Linked DNA regions of Mus musculus: regions 2 and 3 are each linked to region 1. A link is a contact called in public promoter capture Hi-C data. All regions are on one chromosome and are shown on one strand. Each heading gives the region's core, a stretch centred on a gene start, on an enhancer-like site or on the middle of the called end of the contact. The rest is flanking DNA. Distances are from core to core; before and after follow the strand shown.

Region 1 (4,220 bases), core at 1,079-3,578:
CTGAAGAGTCTGCAAACACAAGGAGATAAGTGGGCTTACACACCTGCAACTCACAGAGTTGTGATCCTGGAAAGAGCTGTACAAGTTCTACCACACTATTGTAAATCTTTTTTGGAGAAGCTGAGGGATGCTGAAATAATCCTCAGCTACACTGTTAGAGTAATATGTTTATAAAATTCATACTTAATAAGGTAGGATACTCATGTCTGCATAAAGGTGTTTATAAAAACCAGACCACAGATTGTTTCTGGAATCCTTTGTTGAGTTACAAAAGTTAAAAAAAATGGCAACATTTGAAACTGTGACTGACAGTACATCATGTTTCTAATGATAACCTTTGACTTTGCTTGATTTTCTTAAAAATTAAATGTCAGCGTTTAAAATAGTCTTGTGTAACAAGGCTGGGGGTCTGAGTTAGGAATAAAACCTTTTCTATTAAAAAACAACCTTTCATTGTTACTGTTTTTAGCACATTCAACATTTCCATGATAAAGAATCATTTTATTAAAATTATGTACAATATATACAGGCATAAAAAAATCAGATAATTAATTTCCCTATCTTTTCCCATTCTGCTTTTAATCCTTGTCTGAACAATCAAGTAAGTGTATGGATGCAAATACACTCAAGTTTCAGAATGCACTAATTGTTTACGAATGCTAAGGATCAGAAAGACACGGTGCTTCAGGTTGCTCATCTATATAATGCAAACAATGTTCATACAGCATTATAACCCTATACAATAATATGTTGATGCAAAATACTTTTTTTTCTTGATCCAAATATGAGTGACCATGACCCAGGTACAGACTCAGACTGCCCCACATAACATGTGCCAACACAGAACTGGTTCCACTGTCTGTATAGTTACACAATACCAACTCATAAGTCAAGGGATTATTTCTTCAGATATATTGGTGGGGACAGCAGGTGAGAAGTTTACAGTGATGTGGAGAGAACTTAGCTGTTATCTGATGACACTTGTGGCTTTGAGTAGGCAGAAGCTAATTTGGATGTTTACACATCCCAAAAGTTTTACCTGATAGCCAAAATGAGGTTAGGTCACACAGGATGGGCCAGGGTGGGCTCTTAAGGGGACTAATGACAGTCTGACAGAACCTTGGCTCTGGATTTGCAACTTTTCCCAATCAGGAAATTAGAATCAATGAATACACCTTGAAGAATATTTAACTTTAGGGGAGCTTTCTTGGAGAAGCCAGGTCGCTCATGGGTCAAGAGGATAGTCACTAGAACAGTTAGTGCATAACCTTCTCCCAACCCATGTTACACAAAATAAATAACTAAACCATGAATTACTACTGACAGAGAATGCTTATCCATTAGACATGAAAGTGGAAACTACAAAATAAAACGTAAGAATAAGTTTAAAACCAAATGACTACACAATATAACAACATGGCAATTCATAGATAAATATGATTTTCTAACTACATCATCTCTTTGAAAACGATTTCCTCCTTATTCAACAGTTCTTTCATAATAGAAAGCTACACCCAAGCATGGGTGGCCAAAAGTAATGACAACACTGAGCATGGTAGCAGATGCCTTTAATCTCAGCACTGGGAAGGCAAAGGTAGGTGGAGCTCTGTGAGTTCACAGCCAGCCTGGTCTGCATAGTGAGTTCCAGGCCATCCATGGCTCTATAAAACCCTGTATTAAAAAAAAAAAAAAAAAAGTCAACGGAGACAAAAAGTTGATCCATTGTCTAAACTGCATGTAATCAAATATACCCTATTGTATTCGATATGGAGTTATGCCCTTTCCCGTTAAAACAAAATGCGTGGTGTCTGGGGCAGACTCAAGAGGACAGGGACAAAAAAAAAAAAAAAAACTTTCCCTGGAGAAACTTTCTGAAGCATCCATACTGAGGAAAGCCACTTCTCTAACCGTGGACTCCAGAGGCTACACTGAAGAAAAATCAAATGGCATTTTCCTGGCTTTCATTGTTTTTGACCCGTCTAACCCCGCCCTGGGCTGTGGCTGGGAACGCACAAATTTGCCCTTCTGTGGTGACTCGCAGGTGAAAGGAGGACACGCATCTTCAATACCACAGCTGTCACTCTACAATCCCAGGCTGGATCCTGCTTCTGCTCCTCCCGCGCCTGCCTCGCCCCAAGCTGTGCACATGCGCATTCCAAGAGCTCCGCGCCCCCTGGCTGAGTCTCTGAGTCTCCCAGCCTCGGTGCCACGCCACCTGCCTTCCTGCCCTTCTTAGGGCAGCTAGCTTCACTACCCCATACTGGGCACGCGCACACCCGGCCATTTTTTTTTCCTCGGCCGGTGAGGTGGGGGCAGTGGGCGGAACCAAACTGCTTGCGCACGCTCGGGGCATGCGCAATACGGGGACTGAGGCGCCAGCTGTCGACTTGGAAGTTCCGGGGAAGGAGCGCATGCGCTAGGGTACGCGTTGCCGGCGAGAGGGCAGCCTGACGACTCGGAAATTTGAATACCACAGTAGCATGGAGTGTGACCTCATGGAGACTGACATCTTGGAGTCGTTGGAAGATCTAGGGTAAGACGGCGGGGGCATGAGTTTCTGAAAGTCCACTCTGCTAGAGCCCCGGCAACTCCTCGGGCGCCCGGTCGGAGCCACCTGCCTTGCCACTCCGCACCCGACTCCCGCCGGAGCTTCCCGCTGCTGGCCCAGGGACCCCCGGTGCCACGTCCACACCTACCCTGCCCACTGGGCTCCGACGGCCCTCGTCCTCCCCGGTGCTCCCCTACAGCCCAGCTACCCGCAGCGTGTCTCAGTCATGCGTGTCATTGTCTGGGCTCCGGTTCTCACCACCCCCCCACTCCCCAAGCTTTCTCTTCTTGCCTCCCGTCCTCCCACCCTACCCCCACTTTATGGTTTGCCAAAGTTGTATCTGCTTTCCTACTTGGCCCCAAGATTCCCTACTTCTTTCTTGAGCTTCTACCCCCCACCCTACTTCTCTGTCTCTCTCTCTCTCAAAAAAAAAAAAAAATCATCTTTGCTCAGTCATCTCTGCATGCACCTAGGCTTCCCAAAGCGCACGTCTGGGCGATGCAGCCGGCTGCTCTCAAGCCCGCTCAGCTGTGCACCTAACCTTTCAACCACCTGCTTTGGAAATGACAGTCAGTGACTTCAGACCTCCAGCACAGCCTCGCTGAACTCCAGCATTCCAGGGTCATCCTCACCCACCAAGAATCAGCATATTTGCATCTTGACTCTCAGTCATAGTCTTCAGTGTTTAGGAATTTGGAAATAAGGCTTATTTATCTTGTTTGGTCACCCAGATCAAGGTGCTTAAACTTGAGAACCTAGAGGCTCTTAGGCAAAAAAAAAAAAAAAAAAAAAAAAAAAAAAAAAAAAAAAAAGCCCTGCATGATTAAGTATTTGCCTGCGAATAACTATTTCAGGATAAAATCAGCGTAGAAGAAATGACGCACCGAGGTCCTCCTGCCTCTGGCACCTGAGAGCTATGATTAAAGGAGTGAGCCCCCATGCCCTGCCGATTGTTGTATTTTTAACTATAATCCTTAATCAAAGCTTAACTTTAGGCTTTTCCATGCCATGGAAATTCTTAAGGGACACCTTTCTTTAGGGAAGGACACCTTTGAGGTAGCCAAAGCGCAACCCATGTGACTAGCTTGGTGTCCTAGTAGGTACTGACCATAAAGGAAGCTTACTAACCATCGCTGTGAACATCAGCCGCTGTGGTCATTTCTTTGAATCACATTTTGTGCATAGCCCAGACTTGGCCAACTTAGTTCTTGCAATGGGCCACACGTAAGCCTTATTCTGTGGAACGGGTGCTTTTCAACGGGTGTCTAAAGATGATTCGCTTACTCAGTAAACATTTTTTTTGTGTGTGTGTGTGTGTGTGTGTTTTGTTTTTCGAGACAAGGTTTCTCTGTATAGTCCTGGCTGTCCTGGAACTCACTCTGTAGACCAGGCTGGCCTCGAACTCAGAAATCCGCCTGCCTCTGCCTCCCGAGTGCTGGGATTAAAGGTGTGCGCCACCACACCCGGCCAGTAAACATTTTTTAAGGGACACTTGCTCTGTGCCAGTGTGGGGTTTTCCTCAGGGTATAAGTTCACGTGGAAGCTCTGAGAAGCATACAATGAAAAGCCCCGAGGAGGGTCTCTTCCCTTGAAAAGGTAGTGTTGCAGGAGTAGAACCAGAAGAGTTCTGGGATATTCCGTGCAGGTGAAGATCAGCTGACTGGCTGCAGTG
Region 2 (4,220 bases), core at 923-3,422, 3.8 Mb before region 1:
TTCGCAACATGAGGGCTTTTTTCCTCACTGAAGGTGTTCAGCACAAATAAAATAACACAGCCTCAGGGAAGCCAGGATGGATCAAGTCAGCACTACCAGAAACCCTTGAAGAGGTAGGTTACACATGCACTGTCTAGGGCTCAATGGTAAAGACTTGTTTAAAACCTCATATAGAAAGAAACCACCTCTACGTGAAACAGAAACAGCTCATAAGAATGAAAACAGAGTTTTGGCATAAAAGTTTTAACTTATAGCCACCTGCCACCCTATGTTTGCACAAACTGTAAAAGAAATTATTTACTTAGACACGTGGAAATGGACTGCATTTAATGGCAGCTAACAATAGAACGAATTTTAAAAATCACACACATGACATATGTGTAAGGAATGCTTTTATGCGTAAAAAAGGAATTTTCATACAGCATTTCATAAATGTATATACATGCATATTTGTACTTTTAAAAATACCATATGTAATGAAAGCTGTGCATAAATATTTATAAAAATACCTTTATCTAACTAGGCCAGTAACATTTAATATTTTTCAATAAATTCATATATAAAATATATACATTAGTGCCAAATGGAACATATATTTTGAAATATGAACCCCAAGTAAAACTCTGAGGAATTCGGAGTGGAACCCAGGTATCTGCCAAAGGCAACTTCGGAGCAGTCGGTCATTCGGAGAAGGGAAACAGTGCCGGGTCCCTTATCTTCACCGACTGTTTTGCTTGTCAAAATTCTGGTATCACTTCTGCGGTTTTGTATTTGACTTCCGACCTCATGGCCGTTTAACCTGCCAACTATTATTTTCTTTGAGGCTTTTAACACTCCACCCAAGTATTTTGCTTTCCCCAACAGTTGTGTCCGCTTCCTTTTTAAATTCATCTTAACGTCGACCGTGGTTTAGGACCTGGGCTTAAAGTGCACCCGGTCTAAGGTTTCAGAGCGATTCAGATTGGGGGCACCCTTGTGATGACCCCGATAGCGCCCAGGGAAGCCAAGGTCTCCAGGAGGGGCTCTGCTTTGTGCCAGGATTTCCAGGCAACCTGAGAGTCCCAGGGTTGGGGCCAGACCTGGAGCGTGCGACTACTCGGGGTTCTAGCTCCTTTTCCAGGTCAACCAAGCCGGCGGGGGACATCAACGCCGGAAAACACCACCTTTTCCTGTCTCCAACCTGGCGGACTAAGGGAGAAGGAAGAGAGGGCGACCAATTAAGACAATTAACATTAATTCTCTGGGTTCCTACAGAGGTCCAGGGACAGAGGGGCGGGTCGTCCTGAGGCCCTGGCTGGGTGACCGACAGGTGCAGGTGTCGCCACGGGCGGAATTTTACGGTCCGGAGCAGCAGCAGCTGCGCCACTTGCGCCGCCTCGCAGAGCGTCCCGGAGAGCCGCCACCCGCTTCCGCAGCTTTAGGTCAATCTCTGACAGACCTGGAGGGGGAGGAGACGTCACCCTCCCGACAGGAAAAACCTGCTGCGTCTGCGTTTCTCTGCGTCCCGCAGGCTCTCAGCCTCCACCCCGCGTCTCCCGCGCGTCAGATCCGCGCTCCAGGTTTTGGCGACAGCTTGCAAGGGGAGCCGGCTGCACGTTGACAGCACGCGACCCTCCTTTTCCCTCCCGAGAGCTACAGCTGCCAGGGGGTCCCCAGGGAGCTGCGGCCGCGCTGCGGCGACCCGGTCAGGTGGCCCTTCTTCCCCGCGCAGGTCCCCTTCCTCCGCTGCGAAGCCCCGCACTGCTAGGTGGGTTAGGTAGGACAGGGAAAGGCGGGGACACGAGGGTGAGCACGAGGGTCCCGGGTGCGGGCGGAGTCCCATTGTTCTCCCGCACCGTACGGACAGCAACGCTCTGGGGTCCCCTCTTTAAAGGGAGCACCCCGCCACTTTTCTTTGTGCCTGAGGGAGCCCCAGCCGGCATTGCCTCTGAGAGAAGCCACCACTGGGAAGGGGTGGAACTGGGAGGTGACAGTGGGTAGCCTTTGTCCTCCAAGAGTCCGCAGCCTCGCCTCCAGTCCTGCGGGTCTGGGGGTGGTGGGGAGGTGGGGGACAGGTACAACGGAGGGACGGTCCAGGTCGGCCCGCACCCTTCTCCCCGCCCTGCCCTGGCCTCACAGCCCCGCCCCGCCCCGCGCCGGCCCCGCCCTGCGTCCTGCGCCCCGCCCTCGGCAGGTTGAGGCCCGGCGTCCGGCAGCCGCGCGCACAGTGTCGCGGGCGCTTCCAACTGCCGCTGGGAGCACAGCAGCGGGACGCTCACCGACAACCCAGTTCCGCAGCGGCTGCCTCCCGGGAGACGCCGCGCGCAGTCCCGGAGCAGATTCTGCGGTGAACCGTTGCCGCCCCTCTGGTTCTGCGCGCACCAGCGAGGACTGTTGCGCCCTCGGGAGGCGACCCGGGCCGACGCCCGGCCCTCCGGGCAGAAGCTAGGAGCCTTAGAGACTGCTGGTGAGTGTGTGACCCAGGCTGTCTCTCCACCTGTAAGACTGTCCGACCCTCAACCTAAGCCCCCTTCCAGCTAGTGCAGATGGTGGCCTTGGAAGACTTAGAGGGTGCGAGGATAATCTACCGCACCGCCTGGTTGAGCTGATGTTTAGAGGATCAAAGGGGACATCATGCTTGACGTCCGGGAGGGGGGATCAGGACGCGGAGCTCTGCCACCTACTTCTTTAGGGTGGGGCTGCAGTCAGCACGGCCCCCTCCAGGCCATTGACAGCCATTCTGGGCGCGTGTTGCGTTTTTCCAGCAGAACAAACCGCACTTGGCTACCGCGGCCCTCTAGTTGTGTGTTTGCACCGATGCGGCGCGGCGCGAGAGTGCACCGCGCAGCTTGGCAGTTTCCGAACTGACAGAGGCAGCACATTGTAGCTGAGGCTCCAACCTGCAGATCTGGCAGTTGGGGGAAAAAAATTTTTTTTTTCTTTCTCGACTGCGGTTTCTGAACAACTGAAGCGTTTACAAGATCTTTACTCCCTCTTCCTCCTCCTTCCCCTCTCCTTCTCCTCCTGCCTCTCCTCCTCCTCTTCCTCCTGCTATTGCTCTTCTTCCTCTTCTTTTCTCTTCCTTCTCACTAAGTATCTTGACACAGCCATGCGAGGACGAATGGATCCGGCCAGTCAGTTTTTTTCTTTATGAATTATTATACTCCACCCCGCTCTCGCCTTTGGGAGGGAAGGCATGTGTTTCATCTTATAAATAGAAAGTAGCATATTTTTTGGCAGGACCTGCTTTATACTGCACCGTCTAGGAGAGGTCAGTTTAAAAATAAATATGCACTTGAATGTTACATTACCGAGCCGGCTGTGGCTGGGACAAGCTGCGAGTACAGCGGCATCAAAGCTGGGCGCACATCTGTGTTGAAAGGAGTTAAAGCCCCAGAGTGCAGCCCCGGCTGACAGTCAAGTAATTACATTTTGTTTAAAAAAAAAAAAGTGAGTGAATTAAAAGGAGGGTGGGAAGAGGAATGTCAGGCAGGGACTGGAGCCTGAATCTTTGCAGCCTTGGTGCGTTTGCGGGGAGTGGGCTGCTGATTGTGTGCAGTGTGTAGTGGGGGCTCTGGGGAGGGAACTGATGGATGTGTTGGGGAGACAAAGATTCCTTCTGCTGCTTCCTCACCCTGGCAGCTTGTAGCCCTCCCAGTATCCTCGAGTTCTGGGAGGGGGTGGAGGAGGGGTGCCGCCTTGAAAATATTAGGAGGGTAGCAGATGTCCCTGCTTTAATAGTAGACCCAGACTTGGGAACTCCCCCTTAACATCACAGGGAGAAATAAGCCTCCCCAGGAAGCAGCCAGGATGCCCCAGGGGCACCCCTAAGTCCATTAAAAGACTCCTGTAATGGTCTGACTTATAAAAGATCTTTCAACTAACAACTGAGCTAGGGAGTACAACTTCTGGACAGTTGTAGATACCTCCACCACTGTGATTTGATGGACAGTTTAGATGTCAGTATACACAAACACCTTTTTCAGAATGAAGGACTCGGCCATAAGGCCGTTATGAAATGTCTAGCGATGTAACGTGTGAGATAAAGGATTAAGATCTATATTCAAGGAATGGTTGACAGTCCATCTGGAAGTGCCTAGGTTTTCCAGGAGGCCTCACCCATGGTTGGAAGACGGGGCTACCAGTCTCGGGGCTCACAGCCCCTGGGCTCTCAGATGATGTTTAGAGGAGAACTTTGGAAGCCTTCTGGGTCTGTGGCAGTTTCTGTTTTCCAGCCGTCT
Region 3 (4,220 bases), core at 776-3,275, 3.2 Mb before region 1:
GATAGAGGCAGGTAGATCTCTGAGTTGGAGGCCAGCCTGGTCTTACAGAGCAAGTCCCAGGACAGCCAGGGCTACACAGAGAAACCCTGTCTCAAAAATCCAAGAAACAAAAAACAGAAAGAAAAGGATAGGGAAAAAAAAAAGAAAGGAAAAAAATTCTATTTATGTTTTCTTGGTTCTGATAGATATAAGAGTAGTCAGCATGTTTTTAATTAATTAAAATTAAATCAGATAGATAGAGAAATATATAACTAGCCCTGGCTGTCCTAGAACTCATGCTGTAGACCAGGCTGGTCTCAAACTCAGAAATCTGTTTCCCTCTGCTTGTCTCTTGTCTCTGGGCTGTGCCACCATGTCCAGCTTAATTTTTTTAAGGTTACTGGGCTAACAGGCAGGTAATCTGGGTGCTAGTTTTGGTAGTCATCTGTCATTCAAGGTCTCATTGAGGACAGTCTCAATTTCTTGAGCTGTGAATGAATCAGGCTGGATCTCAAAGAACATTTAGAGCCAAACTAATTTATGACACAAGGAATTTGGCCAGGCCTGGATCAACTTTTTATGATAATAAAGAATGAATTCACAAAGCAGAAACATTCAGTAACTGAGCAGAGGGCTTTGCCATCGCTCTTTGCAACCCGAGCAGAGACAATGTGTTTCCTGTCCTTTTCACAAGTTGCCATGGGAAGACCAGGGAACAGAGAGGACAGGGACAGGATGCCCTTCCCTTGCAAGTCACTCATCAGCTTGTATCTTGACTCTCTTTTTTTCTTTTTTCATGTCCACCAGATCAAAACAAAATTACAATTTTTTTTTGTTGGAGTGACAGATAAATAATTACTTAATTTCGTTTTCATTTCTTAAATGTTCTTCAGGCACATTCCTTTCTCCAGTTGGTGTAGTGTAAATTTATAATGATAATAGTTATCAGGGTACTCAGAGAGGGAAAACACTGGCAAACCACTTAGAAGGAAAGGATTTTAGTGTGCCTTTGGTGTAAAGATCAATTGCCCAAGAAATTAGGAAAGCGACAAGTGGGAAGGGGAGGTTCCCGGGTTCAGGAGTGCAATAGAGCAAAAAGGGACTTTGTTCCTTCTGATTGTAGCCCTTAGGGCTCTGTGACTCTATATGTATGTCAACCTCCTTTTGATGACAAGAACTGTGACATCTATCTTTATATTCCTGGCACGGAATATTACTGACAATAAAATACTTGTTCAAGCGAATTGAGTGAAAACTGCCGCAAAGATGGGGGGAAAAATGAGATTGGACAGGCAGCACTTCTTTATTACTGGAGATCTAAAACTTTGGCAGAATTTACAAGCAGGATTAGCACAGAGAAAGGGACTTTTAATACTAATATTTCAGACCAAGTGTTAAACTGGAAATTAGAAAAAGCCCTCATGGCAAATGTCGAACCTTAGCAGAAAGAGAGAAGACCAGAGTTCCTCCTCCTAAGGGAAAACTGGTCTGTTAACAAGCACTGAGCCCCTCTGGGGATGAATGGTAGGCTCGATGGCAAGCCGTGGTCCAGGGGTGTCGAGGCTTTGATGAACCCCGAAAAGGGCGACGAGGGGGCAGACGACCGGATGGCTTGCCCAGCGCCTATTTCTTAACAAAACGACCAGGAAGCCCTAAACTAAGTGGAGCTAGGGCTGGTACTTGGCGTGATAACTTCCGCGTGCGAATATGCAACAGGGAGCGCCGCTCGCGAACTTCCGCATGAAGGGAGCCTGCGGCGGCGCGACCCGAGGGGCATCGGCTGGCCGCACTGCCGAAGAGGAAACCCGCGGAGCCGTCAGGGGAGGGCGTGGCGAGGAAAGGGCGTGGCTTCGGTCCGGCCTCCGAGAGGCGCAGGCCTACAGGCAAGCGGGGTTCGCCACGCCCCGGGACTACATTTCCCGGCAAGCCCCGCGGGCCGCAGTTGACCCACTTCCCGGCCCGTCACGGGCTCGCCCGGCCCCCGCGCCCGGGCGGCTGCTCCCTGCTGACTGGGGTGTGGGCGGGGAGCGGCGGAGGGAGGAGGCAGAGCTGGCCGCCGCAGTTTGCCGCCGCTGCTGGGCGCCTAGGCAGAGAGCTCCCCGGGGTTCGTGCGGCCGCCATGGACGAGCAGGCGGGGCCCGGCGTCTTCTTCAGCAACAACCACCCGGGAGCTGGCGGTGCTAAGGGGCTCGGGCCTCTGGCGGAGGCTGCAGCGGCCGGAGACGGAGCGGCTGCGGCGGGGGCGGCCCGAGCTCAGTACAGCCTCCCGGGGATCTTGCACTTCCTGCAGCACGAATGGGCCCGCTTCGAGGTGGAGAGAGCCCAGTGGGAGGTGGAGCGGGCGGAGCTGCAGGTAAAGACCCTCCCGGCCTGGCGGTCCTCATCCCGCCTCTTCTCTCTCTTCAGCCCCGCCCCAGACCCTTCGCCCCCTCCCCCAGCCCGCTCGCGCCCCCTCCCCCTTGCCTTGCGCCCATCACTTCCAGAATCTCATCCCCCTTCCTCCAGTCACCTTTGACTTTTTTTTGCTGATCCCACTTCCTTGAGCCTGTTTTCCCACTCCTTCTGATCCATTTACCCTCCCGGCGGCTGTTTTCCCCACTCTCAACTCCGGTGCTTATTCCTACTGGTTTGCCATGCCACATTTTGGGGTTGTCTGTCCCTTTCGGTTTACTGATTGGGTTGACAGTAGTTTTGAGAGACTCCGAGCAGATCATCCTGGCTCAACCTGACGCACCCTAGGTCTAGAGACGTTCCTCGCAGAAGGGTTTGGCAGTTGTCTATCGCTCACTCTGCAAGGAAGGTGACCAGAGAAAGCAACACAAGTTGTATCAGTGAGGCCTTGGCTTTCCTCGAGAAACTGATGTTACTAGCAGTGTCAGCTCCAGTTTTATGTCTGAAAATGTTTCCCTGTCTGCCCTTTGACCCCATCCCGCATTCGCGTTTGGGTTAGACTCATAGGTTTCAGTGAAGGATTTGATTGATGGGAGTCAGAAAATGGGCAGAGGTGGGACATCTTTTCACAGAATCTCAAACTTCCCAAGAGTTGATTTGTATGTCCAGAGCTTAAAAGGAACTAAAGGGGCTTCAGGGCTACGTTGCCCCCTTGCATAACCTGCCAGATAAAGCATGCTTATCTGAGAGGAGCTCTTGTGCGCCAGAGAAGCATGAAAGGTTGGTAACTCACTGGTCACTCTGAGTTGGTAAGTAGGTTTACTGTGACTGTTTATAAAACTTCCAACACATACACTAATTTCCAGAGGAACTCAAAGAGCTGTGAATTGTGCCTCTCTGTTTTATGGGCTAAATCTGTATGCTTATGAAATTTGAGTACAGTTTTAGTTTGTTTGCGAAGCACTCGAAGTGTGTTTCTTTTTTGGTTTTTGGTGGTTTTTTTTTTTTTTGGCACAAAATATGAAGAGAAAGAAACACTGAAGAGACTCGCTTGTAGAAGCGTACTGCTTTGAGAGATTGATGTGGCCACAGAAGGAGCAAACAGGCAAGGTTATGGTAAATAAGTCTCTGATAAAGGCTGGGCTTGAGTCCGGCTCTGTGACCTTGAGGGGATTCTGTGACCTCTCTGGGCTTCAGTTTCAACCCTTACTTATTCAGCACAGGTTCAGGGCTCAGTGAATGCCTGCCTTGTGTATCCAGACTCCGATTAACGAAACCTGCCCCCCTCATGGAGTTTCTGTTTTAATGAGAAGGCGGACAGTCAGTGGATAGAGCTGTGTGAACTAGCCCACGGTTATGTCTATCTCCGATGAAACTTAGGAATACAGGAGTGTAACCAACTTCGGGGCGGTGGGTAGGGCAATTGAATGAAGTCAGGTAGTGGCCTGTATGGTTTCTTACGTTTCTGCAGTTACATGGCTTGTATTCTTTGCTGACTTTCTCATCCCTACTGTTAGGTATGAGTCTATTTGATATTTGTAAGTCTTCCTGTGGTGACTGATCTTGTACTCAACCCAGTGACTTGAGAGTACGCAGAAATGGTCAGACATTTACCTGTCGTTACTGGCAACGCATTCTGTAAATGTGCTTATGGAGTTCAGGTCCAAGGGACTACTGCATGAGAGCTAACTCCATGCATGGTTGCTGCAAGTGATTTTTGTTTGTTTCTGTTTAAATTTTAGCATATTTTATAGTTTAGGGACTATAAAACAAATGACTCTAATCTGGTTAAAAACAAGCAATAAAATAATGTTTGCCTGAGCCGCGCATGGTGGCGCATGCCTTTAATC

Evidence for each region. Promoter capture Hi-C pulls out the DNA fragments that hold promoters and counts their contacts.
Region 2: a promoter capture Hi-C map of pre-B cells shows a contact between it and region 1, with 4 times the contacts expected there. The contact joins the promoter of Cdc42ep3 here to the promoter of Fam98a in region 1. A contact is called at or near these places in 1 of 39 promoter capture datasets (pre-B cells) and 1 of 484 Hi-C or Micro-C datasets (CD4 T cells).
Region 3: a contact with region 1 is called in a promoter capture Hi-C map of pre-B cells, with 6 times the contacts expected there. The contact joins the promoter of Strn here to the promoter of Fam98a in region 1. A contact is called at or near these places in 2 of 39 promoter capture datasets (cranial neural crest and pre-B cells) and 1 of 484 Hi-C or Micro-C datasets (CD4 T cells).

What each region holds. Positions count from the first base shown.
Region 1 is chr17:75,550,054-75,554,273 of GRCm38.p6, reverse strand. Fam98a (family with sequence similarity 98, member A) reads left to right here and starts at 2,328. Exons shown (of 8, transcript NM_133747.2): 1 at 2,328-2,533. The coding sequence starts at 2,481.
Region 2 is chr17:79,353,043-79,357,262 of GRCm38.p6, reverse strand. It overlaps Cdc42ep3 (CDC42 effector protein (Rho GTPase binding) 3), which reads left to right and starts at 2,172. Exons shown (of 2, transcript NM_026514.3): 1 at 2,172-2,446. Gm17315 (predicted gene, 17315) reads right to left here and starts at 2,564. Exons shown (of 2, transcript NR_165822.1): 1 at 2,259-2,564; 2 at 1-1,438.
Region 3 is chr17:78,734,366-78,738,585 of GRCm38.p6, reverse strand. Strn (striatin, calmodulin binding protein) reads left to right here and starts at 2,025. Exons shown (of 18, transcript NM_011500.3): 1 at 2,025-2,332. The coding sequence starts at 2,099.